Regions from separate parts of the Mus musculus genome. Here all the other regions are linked to region 1. The links are chromatin contacts, called in public Hi-C and Micro-C maps. All regions are on one chromosome and are shown on one strand. Each heading gives the region's core, a stretch centred on a gene start, on an enhancer-like site or on the middle of the called end of the contact. The rest is flanking DNA. Distances are from core to core; before and after follow the strand shown. Region 1 holds the start of 4933412O06Rik (RIKEN cDNA 4933412O06 gene). Region 2 has its middle 39 kb from the start of A530046M15Rik. Region 3 has its middle 43 kb from the start of 4933412O06Rik.

Region 1 (2,575 bases), core at 49-2,548:
TGATAGGAGAGCCAGAGAAGGTCAGGGATGCTGTTGTACCCCGACACAAGAAACAGCTCACTGTCCCATAGAGTCTGCACATCCAAGAGATGATTCTGGAGGCTGCTTCTCTCTTTCTCTCGAGGCTGGGACAAAACACCCATCCAATATGCCCATTAATTATCACAACTCAGAGAAAACTCTCATTCTCCCCACTCTCCAGATGAGAACGCTGGGGCTCACACAAGCTCACTACCGAGTCAGATGAATACACTTTTAGTCCCCTAAATTCATTAATTCTGGCTTCAATTTCCTGCTATAATCATTTCAACCGTTTATCATTGCTGGCCAGAACCTGGTAACACAAATATTTACTTAGTCTAAAGTACATTGGCTTACTGGTTTTTAGTAGCTGAAAACCTCCAATAAAAGCTACATTGGTATTAATAAGGAAAGAACACATTTAGTGTGAAAGAGAAGGGCTTTCTGAGCAAAGATTAAACGTCATACTGCTCTCTCACACTAAGCAGTTCTTTAGGACAGAGGATTCTGGAATTACAACTGTTTTCCATGAACCTTAATATTTTTAGTGTTCAGTTTTTAAATTATTTATGTGCTCTTTCCTTATTGATATTAACTCAAGTTTTTAATATTCTTATGTGTTAGCTACTTTCCTTATCTTGGATTTGGAGGAGTAGAGAGCATCTTTGTTGGGGGTGAGTCGACTCATTCATTCCCAAAGGGCTCTAAAAGTCAAGGTAGCGTGTGTCGTGTGAGAGACACTTAAAGGTTCTGTAGTGGCCCAGCGTGATCAATTGGGCAGTCTAGAGAAACTCTTCTGAGAGCAGTAGGTATATGGCTCTGAGGACACAAAGTCAGGATTCTACGAGGCTCTTGGAATGTTCTGGAAAAAGTTTTTCCTAGTAGAGTCAATGAGGGAAAGATACATTCAGCAGCCTGCTTGTAATGGTTAAAATATTCTTGAGCTAGTTCTTTCTACAAGTTATACACATTTCAAATCCCTATAGCTATTTTTGTTTAACTTTCTTAGACTTGATATACCTCCATTTTTATTTTCTTCCTACCAAGCCATTTAAAGGCATTTCTTAAATGAAAGAGTTCTGTCGGGTCTTCTGCCAAAAGGTTCTAAATTCTAGAATTTTGTTCCTCTCTTTTCCCCAGAAAACAAAAATTGTAGTTCATGTTCAACAAAATCTTAATTACATTAAAAAAAAAAAAAAAAAAAAAAAAAAAGGAATCTTTGCGGCATAGCCAAAGAGCAGCTGACCTCAGCGGTTGCCAGGCAACACTGTCCACATTCAAGCTCTGACTCAAAGAGGGTGCATGATGCAGCCCCGCACTGGAGCAGGAGCCGAGCAAGATACGTGCAGTGTGGCGGGCAGTATTGGCCAAGATCGGGCCTGAAGTGAACTTTGTGGCTTGAAGATTCCCGAGCAGCAGCAGTCCTTTTTGAGAAGTGGGATAATTTGTTTTTGGCAATACACTGTTTCTTTTTTCCGCGGGTGAGAAGAAAAAAAAAGTGTGGGAAAAAGCTTTGGAAATCTTGCAAGACCTCTTGGACATAGACTATGTGTTACAAAACATATTTTTGACGAGTTAAGTGTTAACCAACCAAAAACAGACAGATTGTCCTTCCCATGTTAGCTTCAAAATGCAGCAGGGGAAGCGACCATTACTGAACACCCTGTGAAGTTGCCGAACCCTGTCATTTTCAAAAGCTTGTCAAAAAGCCCAGAGCACAGAGGCCAGAACGGAGTTACTTGTCCCTTTCTGCAGGATGTGAGTGCAGCCTTCTGGGTGAGCGAGCCGGAGAGAAGAAGAAAGAAAGAAAGAAAAAAGAACAATACCAAATCAAAGGACTCCAACTGTCAGTGAAGGGTGGTCCAGAATAAAACTTTCAAAGGAGAAAAAGATTCATTTTAAACCATAATGAATTCTCTTTGTCATTGAAAATTCATCTAAAGACATATTCCATGACTACTTTTGACAGGCAATGATCTGAATATGTGATGTGCAGAGACATTATTTCTTGTCCTCCAAAAGCTCTTAAGGACTTCGGGAAGAAATGGATCTGTAAGCAGATAATTACAATACATTGTGATTTTATAAGAATTCAGGAAAACAAGAACAGAAGTGCTAATTCTACTGAGACCTGAGAAGATCTAGGAGAATTGTTGGGTCTTTTATTATTATTATTATTATTATTATTATTTTTTCCATTTTTTATTAGGTATTTAGCTCATTTACATTTCCAATGCTATACCAAAAGTCCCCCTTACCCACCCACCCCCACTCCCCTACCCACCCACTCCCCCCCTTTGGCCCTGGCGTTCCCCTGTACCGGGGCACACTAAGTCTGCGTGTCCAATGGGCCTCTCTTTCCAGTGATGGCCGACTAGGCCATCTTTTGATACATATGCAGCTAGAGTCAAGAGCTCAGGGGTACTGGTTAGTTCATAATGTTGTTCCACCTATAGGGTTGAAGATCCCTTTAGCTCCTTGGGTACTTTCTCTAGCTCCTCCATTGGGAGCCCTGTGATCCATCCATTAGCTGACTGTGAGCATCCACTTCTGT
Region 2 (2,575 bases), core at 37-2,536, 43 kb before region 1:
TAACACTTCTGGGTCTAAGATTCAAACATGTCTTGGTCTGATTCCAGAGCTTAAACTCTTTTCCTGACACCAGAACTTGACTGTGATTGTCAGATACTGAATGACTCCATTGTATTTAATCCATTCCTTCATTCATTCCAGAGACTTTTAGAAAGTAACTTTTACCTTTTCAGTACTGAGCTGGACTATAAAAATGCAGAATAATAATAAGTCCTGCCTTGGCACGAAGGACGTATTTGAACTAGCTAAACATGAAGGACAATGATTCCTCTGGCAGAAGAAGCTCCTTCAAGAAGACCCACAGAATATGTGTGAATGAGGGGTGGGAAAAAAGATGGAGAGGGAGAGAGAGAGACAGAGAGACAGAGACAGAGAGAAAGAGAGATAGAGAGAGGTTGGATCCCACACATAAGCAGGAACGTCCCAGTTGAGGCAGAGATGGGTATGTGCGTCAGCAGGAACCAGCCTTCTCCTGTACTCTGATGCAGTTTGTTAGGGCTTCTGATTTTGCCCAAGACACAGAGAGAAACACCAGGCTTATCTGCACGAGGCAGTTAAAGGTGTAGATGTCTGTGGTCACGTGAGTTACTGGCAGAGAGGTGGAGGCTCTGACACAATCAGGGCACAGAAATTGCATCAAGAATAGGGTAGCATTATGGGCACAGGGACTACAGTCACAGAGAAGCAGCAGCTGGTCACAGATAATGATATTAACAGAGAGACCTCTCCAGTCTTGGTTTCTGTGTGACAACAGAGGGGGCTCTCCTTACTTTCTTCTCCTCCCCCTTTCCCTTATTACTTTTTTTTTCAATTCTCCCTCCACCTCCAGCTCTGTGAGTGGCATGTAGAAAACTTGTACCTAGGGGAGGAGATCTGGAACACCTTATCTAACATTTGGTCTGAAAAAAGTCAGGGCTATGACTTCACATCAAGTCCTAAACTGCCACCTGTGACATGGAAATGAACTCTTGACCCAAAGCCCCAGCTTTTACACTCACCTGGAGACATAGCTATTGCATGAAACACCAGGCTAACTCAGTTTAACCAAAGGCAGTCACCTGGGTGCACCCACTTCCTTCCTAGTGTGTAGCTGAGGGCCGGGAGAAAAGAAAATGAAATGAGAACCACCACTGCAGTACCAATCTGTAAAATGACTGTAGCACAATTCTGCAAGCTCTGCAGCTGAGAAGGAATTCTCTAAACTTCAGCCTCTTCTGGGTCCCTCCTAGCAACTGGCCTACAGAAGAGCTCAGAGCCTGGAGCCTGGATGCCTGACTAATGCCTCAGAAGGATGTCTCAGATCATGTGACACAACAGAGGCTTTCAGCAGTAAGAGGCAGTGGCTAAGTAAAAGCAGCCTTGGCATGCTACTCAGGAAGTGGGCAACTGCTCAATCAAGCACTCAGCAAGGGCCTGTTTGGCATGTATGGTGGCTTAAATGTGCTTGGCTTATGGGAAGTGGCACTAATAGAAGATGTGGCCTTGTTGGAATAGATATGGCCTTGCTGGAGAAAGTGTGTCACTGAGTAGACAGGTTTTAAGGTCTTCTAGTGTTCCAGCCCCACCCACTGCAGAAGAGAGCCTCCTCCTCCTGGTTGCCTGTGGATCAAGATGGAGAACTTTCAGCTCCTCCAGCACCAAGAATGCCTGTAGGGTACTATGACTGTGGAATGGCAACCCCAGTCCTTCACTTGATGCCCTGTCCACTGGAAGTAGACTCTACAAGTTACCTTTCCCCACTGTTGGGCATTTCATCTAAAATAACATTGAATCATAAGAGCCTTTCATCTCCCAGGCCTCTCGTATATTCTAGAGGATTCCCCCCCACCCCATCCATTTCCATTCTTTCTGCTGGCCCTCAGGACTTCTCTCCCCCATGTTCCCCTTACTCAGACCCAAAAGAACATACATGGTATATACTCACTAATAAGTGGATATTAGCTCAAAAAAGTACAGAATACCTAGGATACAATCCACCGAACCCAAGATGGTTAACAAGCTGAAGGATGCTTCAATCCCACTTGGGAGGGAGAAGAGAGCAACCATGGAAGCAGAGAGAGGGCACGACCTTGGTGAAAGAGGGGAGGGGGAGGGGAAGAGAGTTACATCCTTAGGCAGAGGCAGAGAGCAAAACTGGGCCTGTCATGGACTTTTGAAACCTCATAGCTCACTCCAAGTGCTATACCTCCTCCAACAAGGCCATGCCTAATCCTCCTAATCATTTCAAACAGTTCCATTCCCTGGTGGCTAAGCTTTCAAATATATGAGCCTATTAGGGGGAGGATACTGAAAGGGGGGACAATCTCATTCAAACTACCACACCAAACAACCAAGAAAATTCTGTCATTTCAAAAACACAGTAAAGAATGACTTCCTCTGGCTCCATGGTATCTTCAGCAGGAAGGGGAGTTACTGCAAAGGCACAAGATGTTTATGTTGTCAGAGAGACTTCGGTTTAGTGAGACAGAACGCTCTTTATCTATTTCTTTCAACACAAGAGAAGAAACTCTAAGGTCCTTTAGTCCTTGGATCCTGAAGATCTTAGCTGACTGATTTCATCGTGCTCCTGCGAGTC
Region 3 (2,575 bases), core at 26-2,525, 43 kb after region 1:
AATCATAGTGATCAGATGTAAACACATGAACAAAAGGCCAGTACTAATTGGACTCAGTAAGTCACACACACACACACACACACACACACACACACACACACACACAATTATATACGAAGAGATGCCGCTGAGTGATGGTGGCGCATGCCTTTAATCCCAGCACTCGGGAGGCAGAGGCAGGTGAATTTCTGAGTTCAAGGCCAGCCTGGTCTACAGCGTGAGTTCCAGGACAGCCAGGGCCATACAGAGAAACCCTGTCTCAAAGAGAGAGAGAGAGATGGGGAGAGAGAGAGAGAGAGATGGGGAGAGAGAGAGAGAGAGAGAGAGAGAGAGAGAGAGAGAGAGAGAGAGAGAGAGAGACCAATAAGTTGAATCAAGGCTCTCAGAGACTAATCCTGACTCTGAGATTCCCACTCACATGCGCGTGATTCCCAGAGCACCTGAAGTCAAAGAGATGTTCTCCTGGTGCCCGGTTCCTTCCCTCCCTAATGGGCTCTCCTCCTGACACCCTGGCTGGAAGCTTCTTCCCCCAGACTTTGTCATTTTCCAGGCTTTTGTTGTCCTCTCTCACACAGTATTCTGGATCCAAGGCCCCCGTAGAGAAGGACCCCTTTCTTGCTGTCCTGTTTTCCTCTGGGTAGTAGACACTGGGCCAGCTCTGTCCCTGACCAATCATGTGGCACTAGCCAGCTGACTCCACCTCTCTCCTCTTCTGCTTTTCAGATCTGTTTCCCCCTTCTTCTCCCCACCACCCCCACCCCAACCCCCACCCAACCCCACCCCCAGGACTTGTGGTCACCCATATCTGCCCTCACTCTACATGCTTAGTAGCTCTGGCTGTCCTGATCTCCTCTACATTCGTGTTTGAAAGGTTGCCTGGTCACAGATAAGGCAAACAGTTTGAATAAAGGGAACATGTAAAAGGAGCACCTTGCTAGGCCATGCGAGCAGAAGTGGGCACGAGACAAAGAAGCCTCATTCAATCTTCACTGTCCTTGCGCGGTGATTTGGGCCCACTGTGAAATTAAGGAAACTGGTTTGCCAAAGGCGGAACTGTTATCCACTTAGGCACAAGGCTCCCTGGGGCAGGCCTCATGCTCTATCTCCCAAAGGGCCTGAGGGAAGTCATTTTGCTTGTTCAGAAAGAGTAAGGAAGGGGGAGAGAAGAGGAAAAACAGCTCCAAGAATGCTGAATTGGCTCTCTGCGGGATGCTGCCGGCTGCTGCTTCACAGTAGAGATGCCAAACCGAGCCTAGACCCACCCTGTCAGCAACAGCGCTCTTGTCACAGCAGATCCGCCAATACAGCCTGCGCCACCGAGGAATCCTTGTTTATTTGTATTTCGTGCTAAGAAGAGACTGGCCCAGATCCAGGAAAGCCACTCCACGAAGCGGCGCCCCTCTCCAGCAGCTTCCGATTGATTCTAAACACTACATGCCTGGAATAGTCAAACCAAGACGCTTTTTATCTGCTCACGTAGGTTCTCGCTAACACCCGAGAGGAACGATGCTCTCCTGGGGATTTTGGCAAAGTAAAGCGCGGGCCTGCGGGCAGCCATTCCGCATGTCGCCGCGCGGTGGCGGAAGCAGCACAGCAAAGGGGTTCAGCGAGGAAGCCAATAACTAAACCGTGATTCTGCGCCCCAGGACCTGGGTCGTCCCCTGTGTGCAAAGGGTCGCCCAGAAGGAAGAAGGGGAAGGAAAAAGGACAGCGGCGTCCCATGAGAATGGAGAGTGATGGTAGTGTGTTCCAAAGATGCGTTTTGTTTTGTTTTCTCTGGCTAACACCGGAAATAGAAGCAGCAGAAAAGGGACTGGAAGGATTCTCCCTCTGGCACCGTGCAACAGCAGCTGTTCTTTGATTGAAATGCTCTGTTACCGTTGTGTATGAGGCTTAATCGCCCAAGGAAGCTGCAGCTTCTCCCATTCACTTTCTTCCATATTCTCCCAAAAGTATACGTCCCAGTTAGCTACTCTGTAAAATTCAGTTCTGGTGTCCCCAATCCAAGATTTCTTTGTCGGTGTGGGCTGTGTGTCCAAGCCACAGTCTTGCCCATACATCAGCTTTGCCTCTATGCACCACGCCTTCCTACCCCCACCTACAGAGTGCCTTTTCTAGTCAGCTGGTTCCCTTTGGCATCCTCTTTATTTCATCTTTGGAAGGGTTGCCTATCCATATTGAATTCGTTGAACCCTGTATTTGGAAGCACAGCAACAATGTTCAGCCTTGTCCTGATGCCCACTGGCATCCTATATAATTCATTCTGTCCTGATTATCTTGTTAGGTAGATGAGACAATTGGGGCTCCACAGCTAAAGTAAGTGGTAAGTAGAAAGGAGCCCCCCTCTCCATGTCCAGGTAACTCAGGCACTTGCCTTTGCCCTCAGAGAGGGGCAGCTTTGTCATCAGGTTCCTCTGACCAGTTATGGCTAGGACTTCATTTCCTAAGCAGGATGAAGCTATGTTCTGGCATATTCTGAGAGGTTCTGGACAATGGATCTATATCCCCAACACCGCATCCCGACTATCACAATCATACTCCATCCTCTCTCTCTCTCTCTCTCTCTCTCTCTCTC

The links. A called contact is a pair of places that touch in the nucleus more often than the background predicts.
Region 2: a Micro-C map of embryonic fibroblasts shows a contact between it and region 1, with 2.8 times the contacts expected there. The contact joins the enhancer-like site here to the promoter of 4933412O06Rik in region 1. A contact is called at or near these places in 3 of 484 Hi-C or Micro-C datasets (embryonic fibroblasts, liver and uterus) and 1 of 115 datasets of contacts at active chromatin or transcription factors (embryonic fibroblasts).
Region 3: a Hi-C map of the C2C12 cell line shows a contact between it and region 1, with 5 times the contacts expected there. The contact joins the enhancer-like site here to the promoter of 4933412O06Rik in region 1. A contact is called at or near these places in 3 of 484 Hi-C or Micro-C datasets (the C2C12 cell line, embryonic fibroblasts and tail fibroblasts) and 1 of 115 datasets of contacts at active chromatin or transcription factors (embryonic fibroblasts).

Annotation. Positions count from the first base shown.
Region 1 is chr13:15,801,353-15,803,927 of GRCm38.p6, reverse strand. 4933412O06Rik (RIKEN cDNA 4933412O06 gene) reads left to right here and starts at 1,298. Exons shown (of 3, transcript NR_045507.1): 1 at 1,298-2,073.
Region 2 is chr13:15,844,757-15,847,331 of GRCm38.p6, reverse strand. It overlaps the pseudogene B230303A05Rik. Among named protein-coding and RNA genes, the nearest start is that of A530046M15Rik, 39 kb to the right of the region's middle. Within about 2 kb of position 1,286, at least 85 of the 459 cell types and tissues checked have an H3K27ac peak or open chromatin away from gene starts, as enhancers often do. A contact at or near this core is called in embryonic fibroblasts, where this site is marked.
Region 3 is chr13:15,758,296-15,760,870 of GRCm38.p6, reverse strand. No RefSeq gene overlaps it. Among named protein-coding and RNA genes, the nearest start is that of 4933412O06Rik, 43 kb to the left of the region's middle. Within about 2 kb of position 1,275, at least 157 of the 459 cell types and tissues checked have an H3K27ac peak or open chromatin away from gene starts, as enhancers often do. A contact at or near this core is called in the C2C12 cell line, embryonic fibroblasts and tail fibroblasts, where this site is marked.